Regions from separate parts of the Mus musculus genome. Here region 1 is linked to region 2. The links are chromatin contacts, called in public Hi-C maps. All regions are on one chromosome and are shown on one strand. The core of a region is the stretch at or near the end of the contact, and the rest is flanking DNA. Distances in the headings are between cores, read along the strand shown. Region 1 has its middle 21 kb from the start of Fignl1. Region 2 overlaps Ikzf1 (IKAROS family zinc finger 1).

Evidence for each region. A called contact is a pair of places that touch in the nucleus more often than the background predicts.
Region 1: a contact with region 2 is called in a Hi-C map of bone marrow-derived macrophages, with 2.2 times the contacts expected there. The contact joins two enhancer-like sites. A contact is called at or near these places in 7 of 39 promoter capture datasets (the 3T3-L1 cell line, 3T3-L1-derived adipocytes, embryonic stem cells and 3 more), 1 of 484 Hi-C or Micro-C datasets (bone marrow-derived macrophages) and 2 of 115 datasets of contacts at active chromatin or transcription factors (CD8 T cells and embryonic stem cells).

What each region holds. Positions count from the first base shown.
Region 1 is chr11:11,786,813-11,790,026 of GRCm38.p6, reverse strand. No RefSeq gene overlaps it. Among named protein-coding and RNA genes, the nearest start is that of Fignl1, 21 kb to the left of the region's middle. Within about 2 kb of position 1,401, at least 85 of the 459 cell types and tissues checked have an H3K27ac peak or open chromatin away from gene starts, as enhancers often do. A contact at or near this core is called in CD8 T cells and bone marrow-derived macrophages, where this site is marked.
Region 2 is chr11:11,714,482-11,717,729 of GRCm38.p6, reverse strand. All of the region lies in intron 3 of Ikzf1 (IKAROS family zinc finger 1), which reads right to left. Among named protein-coding and RNA genes, the nearest start is that of Ikzf1, 30 kb to the right of the region's middle. Within about 2 kb of position 1,594, at least 37 of the 459 cell types and tissues checked have an H3K27ac peak or open chromatin away from gene starts, as enhancers often do. A contact at or near this core is called in CD8 T cells and bone marrow-derived macrophages, where this site is marked.

The sequences.
Region 1 (3,214 bases), core at 152-2,651, 72 kb before region 2:
CCAGGAAACAGAGAAGGAATCCCTGGAAAGCAATGGACGTTCTCCTTGCCCCCTTTATTCCACCCTGGCCCCAGCCTATCCATCTGCCATTCAGGGTAGCTTGAGCCGTCTTTGTTCATATCTCGAGCATGCCTTCACAGATGCACCAGGAAGTGTTCATCATTAATCTAAATGATTCTAAATCGAGTCAAGCTAACAATTACATCACCACAGTATGCGTCTCAAGTCAGAAAACACCTTTGACTTCTTTTGTAATTCTTTCTACTCACTGCACCTGACTCTCAAGCAACACCGGACAACTACTGAATTGCTTTTTAACATAAATGTTAGTTTGCATTTGCTAGAGTTTTCATAAACCACATATTGCAACCTCTTAGTTGATTTCATCAAGGGAATGCAATTACTTACTATGTTGGTGCAAATATTAGGGTTTTTTCCTTTCTTTTTTTAGTATCCATGATATGCACATAACACAGTGGACTTTTTGGTTGTTGTTTTTAATCCATGCACATTTGAAGGATATTTGGGGTTTTCTAGCTTACAAACATAATTGGTAAACACAGAGCTGAACGGTTAGTGGTAATTTAGGTGCCTATTCAAAAAACGCACAAACCCAACTAGGGGTTAAACTTTTTTTCACAGAGAAATGACATTAAAACGCTTATAGCACACGGGTCGGCATCATATACTCCAAGTGGATGTTCATCTTCCTCATAACTCTCTGGGTTGGTCTCACGGTGAAGTTAGTCTGGATAACGAGATGGCAGGCTCTAAACAGTGCTGAGGGTGTGTGTGTGTTTGGGGTGAAGAGAGTCCTGTGCACTGCGCTGTGAATTGATACACCTTTGCATTTCGTTTTCCCCTACAGCCACCCCAGAGACAGAAGATGCCCTTCTACTACAGCCACGGAGAGTAATGAAGCCCTCTGACAGCTCACCGAAGCTCAGATTTGCTCCCTTGGGATTTGAGCCCAGATCTGTTAACATCCCGTCATTTTCTGTCATACTCACTCATGAGTTGGTCAGTGTCACTGGCCAGTGTGGTGAGCAGCCAGCTCTTAGAATCTCAGACTGCATTCTGAGCTAGGTTTTTGAGATAGGCAGGCTCCACCTGCTCTGACCAGCAGAGGTCAGGAGTGTCCATAGGAGCAGCTAGAGGGTTCTGGGCTTCCCCACAGTCCCTGTGGGCCTGGCATTAACAGTGTTTATACAAGAACTGGTTTCAGTAGGCCCAGTTGTTGAGTTCTTAAGGTCAATTTCAAAAGCAAGGTTTTAATTTCAAAACTAACCCACAAGTAAAGGACTCTCACAAAGCATATTTAACTAGGTGGTAAGCCTGTGCCTGGCCTTAAAAGGCCGCGCTGCATTCCCAAGCTCCCTTTAAGACCAGTGAAATCGGCTTCCCTATCTTGCCTTCTGTTGCCACTAGGGGGCGAGCGCCTCTCAGATTTTCCCCGGCGCTCGGCCAGGGACTCTATCCTTCTGTGGAAAAAAGTTTGAGTTTTGGTAGGTACCCTTGCAAGGAATTCCAACCTAGATGTTAGAAATTTTCAGTCTATTGATTTGCTGAAAAAGCTCAGGTTTGAGAGTCTTTTTCGTATTTTAACAGTGAGTTTAGGTCCTTTAAAACTCATAACTTTGTTGTTGTTGTTGTTGTTGTTTTTTGTTTGTTTTTCTTTTTCGAGACAGGGTTTCCCTGTATAGCCCTGGCTGTCCTGGAACTCACTCACCAGGCTGGCCTCGAACTCAGAAATCCACCTACCTCTGCCTCCCGAGTCCTGGGATTAAAGGCGTGTGCCACCACGCCTGGCTTCATAACAACTTTTTAAAAATGATTTTATTCTTTCAAAATTTTATACATTTAAATAATGCATTTAATCATATCTATCTACTGATACCTCCCTCCACTCTCCCCAGAGGCCTTTACCCCATCACCCTACTCCTTTTTTTTTTTTTTTTTAAATTGACAAGCCCCGAGTCCTCTTAATGCTGTCCAAATGCAATGGGTGTGGGTCTGTAGTGGGTTCCTACCACAGTAGCCATCAACTTCTAATAACTCCTCCGCTAATGGGATCTTGGGGATGTCTTCCTCATTTATGCTGGAGTTTTTACTGGCTTACTCTTGTGCAGGTCTTGCACTGGTGTCCACAGGTGCTGTGAGCTGATGTGTTTGGCTGCCGTGTGTGGCGTATCCAGAAGCCAACATCTCCCAGCTCTGCCGACAACTCTTACATTCTCTCTGTTCACTCTTCTGTGCTGTTCCCTGAGCCTGGGACGGAGGAGGCTCAGGCAGGTGAGTGATTCATCCACAGCTGAGCCTGAGAGTTCATCATCCTTGGCACTGGCAGGGGAGCCTGCATTCACTACTGCTCACTGCATAAACCAAGAAAGTGGAGAGCACTGCGGATCTACGCGGTTGGCGTTGTGGCCTCTTGGTTGATTTTTTTTTTTCCCTTTAATGAGTGTGGAGTGGCCTTCCTTATCTGACTATATTTGGTTTGATGTCATTTTGTCAAATATTAGAATAGCTGTGCCTGTATGTTTTTTAGTTGCATTTCCCTGGAGTTCCCTTTTCCATAAATAAATTGCTTTATCCTAATGGTACTGTTGTCCCCCCTACCCACCTGAGTCAGGGTTTCTCTGTGTAGCTCTGCCTGTCCTGAAGCTCTCTTTGTAGACCAGGATGGCCTCCAACTGGGATATCCTCCACCTTTTACCTCCTGAGCACTGCAATTAAGGGCGTGTGCCCCCACAGCCAGCTTGACACTGTTTTTACTTGACGGTAAGTTGTGTTTATTGGACTACAGTGTTCCTTCCAGTATCCTCTGCAGAGCTGGCTTTGTGATCATGTCTTCCTTTAATGTTTTTTTTTTTTCATAGAAAGTTTTAGAAAGTGTTTTATATTCTTTAATTAGATTATAAATTAGTGGACTTCTATAAGGCTTCTTCATGCATCCTTCTCCCCATCACCCTGTTCCCATCCCTACTTGAAACTTTAACTATCCCCCTGTTCTCTTATGTTGTCCTAGGCCTATTATCTCTCTGATTTTATATTATATATAATATATAACATGCATATACATATATATTACATGTATACTTTTTGAAATGGGATCTCACTATGGAGTCCTAGCTATCCTGAAACGTGTTATATAGACCAGGCTGGCCAAAAACTCACACAGATCCTCCTGTGTTATATAGATCAGGCTGGCCAA
Region 2 (3,248 bases), core at 345-2,844:
GCGTTCCAGCAAGTGGGGTGCTTCAGGGCCTCCAAGAGTCTGGGGTCCCTCCATGGTAAGGTGAACTTTTGATCATTCTCTTCCACATTTGCATATTGCTAAGTCTTACTGAGAAATTGTCACCATGGGTTCAGGGAGCAGCGAGGGGAGTCACCTCATGATGTCTATTGCCATCCTGGTGGAACATAGCTGACAGATTCAACACAAGTCCTCTCTCTTCATGACAAGGGAGAGGGCAGTTGCTGCAGGAGGCCTCATTTGTGATACCAATGGCAGAGAGCCACTGGGAGCCAATTATTGGCCTTTACTGCACAAATAGCTATCCAAAAAATACCCCCCCACACTTCCGTGTCATGATATGAAAATTGTATCAAGCCAGCTCTCAAATCCCAAACCAAATTAAAACAAAACGAAAAAAGCCCTAACTTGTAGCATTGGCCAAGTATCTGTGGTGTCAATACTTCGAACCATGGTGGTCTTCAAGCTGTTCATTAACAGTCTGGCAGCATGAATGGATCTATTGAGGTCAGCTGACTCCCTGCCAACTGAGCATACATTTTGAATTATTTCTAAGTTTCTCATATCAAAATAAATAAATAGATAGATAAATAAATAAATAAATAAATAAATAAATAAATAAAGCCCAACAAAAGGTTTGAGATTCTGAGCAGATCTGTGCTCTGTTGAGCTCCTCTGGTAGAGGTCAGAAGCTGGAACTCAACCACTCAGGGCCTGAGGAGGGACGCTTCTCACTTCCCCTCCCCCAGCAGGCATCTGCACAGGGCTTAGCTGCTTCTGTGCAAACTTGAAGGGTGATGGGTAGAGCCTGGTGTCTCTACTTAAACCTTTCTACTTTTGCATAAAAGGAAGGGAAGCTGTTTTTTTTTTTTTTTTCTGGGTTATATTTATACTTCCCAAATCAGAAAAATGTCCTAACCAGATAGGAGGACAGGTGGCAACTGGCAACCACAGCACAAAACCTGTTTTTTTTTTTTTCCATTTCTTTCTGAAACCCCATGCAGAAGGAAAGTTAACGGAATGTCAGTTGACTGCTCTACATACAGAAGAGCCACTGACTCTTTCAACACACAGAGAACAAAGCAGAAAATAACACTGGGACCAAACCCAGAAACAGAAAGTAGCGTTTGTCTATCTGTTCCAGGGCCTTTTAATCTTGGACTCCTCTTTGTTTCTCTCAGTAAATGAAGGGAGCACAATGCGATTTTTGAATTTCAGTGGTCAGAGTACAGTGAAGATAAGATTAATGCTGGGTTTTATTTACAGAAACAAACCGCTTTGCACAGTTAACCTGTATTTTTGGAGACACAAAGAGAAAAAAAGCCGGAAGAAGGGCTGCACATTTGAGAGTGGGGCTTGGGCATCTTTTTTGGTCCAAATTCTCTATAGTATACTTTTAATTTCTATGTTGGGTTCTGGAACATTACTGACCACAATAAAAGTCTTAGGCAGCTGAAGATGTCCTGTGTGAACTCGAAAGCTCTCGAGTGTGGGAACGCTGAGGGAAGTGTGGCTGACATCTGAGTCAGCTTCTCACCTGGGAGCTGTATGGGGACATGTGGGTATCACAGAGACCTGGGTGGGGTAGCACTACTGGTCAGTGTGGCAGGGACAGCCTCCCACAAAGGCTCTGTATCCCTGCCCTGAACAACAGCTGTGCTACTGTGAATCAGTATCCTAAAACAGTGAGGTGCTGAGCATCAGATCTTGCCATGTTTCCTCTTAGAAAACTCTTGCTTGATAGCTCCTCTCCCTTTCTCATCCCCAATAAGGCAACACCATCATTCCATCCATACTGCTGGGACACTGCTCTACCCTAGGGGAAAACGTGCTGAGGACCCCTCAGGGAGAGAATCCAGGCCAATTCTATCTGTGGGATGAGGTGTGAAGATGGAGAAAAAAGCTAAAGGGTCCAGGAAGCTCTGTTTTGGGCCAATCTTTCTGAAGAGAGACCCAAAGAGAGGGAGAACCACCCTGCTTGCTTCCCAGGTTTCTTCTTAGCTTAGTCTATTTTTCTCCAGTCCTTCCTATTTCCCGTAATTTTAGTTTTTGACAGGGTTTCTCTGTGTAGCCCCGGCTGTCCTGGAAATCCCTCTGTAGGCCAGGCTGGCCTCCAACTGAGAGATCCTCCAGCTTCTGCAGTTAAAGGCATGTGTCACCACGCCTGGCCTCCTTCCTACTTCTTAACTATTCTCATCCTAAAGTATCAGCCTGGAAATCTCCCCTTCAGCCAGCAACTCTCAGCTCATGTTCCCATGCCATCTGACTTGTCCATCCTCCCTCATGGCTACCCTCCCATTCCCTGATCATCAGTCTGGTTTCCGTGGCAGTCTGGTTTCTGCCTGCAACTCGTTGAGCTACTTTTGGGAAATGCACAACTGGCCCAAATTCTCCTCACTAAGGGCACTCACTAAGTTCTCTTTGACCTTTCTCACTTTTGTCCCATGTGTTTTCTGTGGCTTCCATCCTATAATTCTTCTGAGAAATTTCATCTGAACTGCAGGACTGTCTCCTCCCCTCTACCCCTCTTCTCTACAGTTAAAGGCTAGTGTTCCTCCAAGGGTTCCCTCTCTTGTCTCACCTAGCTGACTCTATGCATAGATGGAACATCTGCCTCTTCCATCCCTACATTCCAGCCAATTCCCTGGATCAGAATTATCATGATTCTATGCTAATCAGCGCTGGATTACTATCATTGTTGCCACAATCACTGTAGTTGGTCACTATACCCATGGACCTATACCAAGACAGTAGACAAACCCCATCTCTCCCTGACTTCTCCTTACTCACACTGCTTGGCACAGGTTCAAATACCCTTCTCTGAGACCAAGACTCCTAACAGTTGCTATCGTGAGAACAAACTCTACTATGTAAAGCAGCTGGAGCTATCACCTGGCCCCTTGCCTGCACCACTGCTCACACCCCAGATCAAGATGCTGGGGTCCTCTTGTGCCTCTACTCTTTTGCTTTTAAGCATTCTTCCCTCTTTGCTCAACTCATTCTACAGTTAAAATAGGCCTGGCTCCCTCTCATACTCCTGAGCATACCAGCTACTCCATGAATCTGAACCCCTCGTGAACCCCAATCCTCAGCCCAGTTAGGACACACTATTTATTCTTTGAATATATTCTCTACAAAAACCTCATATTCTTGTGAGTTTATCGTTGTGTCGTTGTAACACAGGCACTACAGCTTTCTTTAGTTGTCAAGGTTTCCAAGGCAGTGGGAGT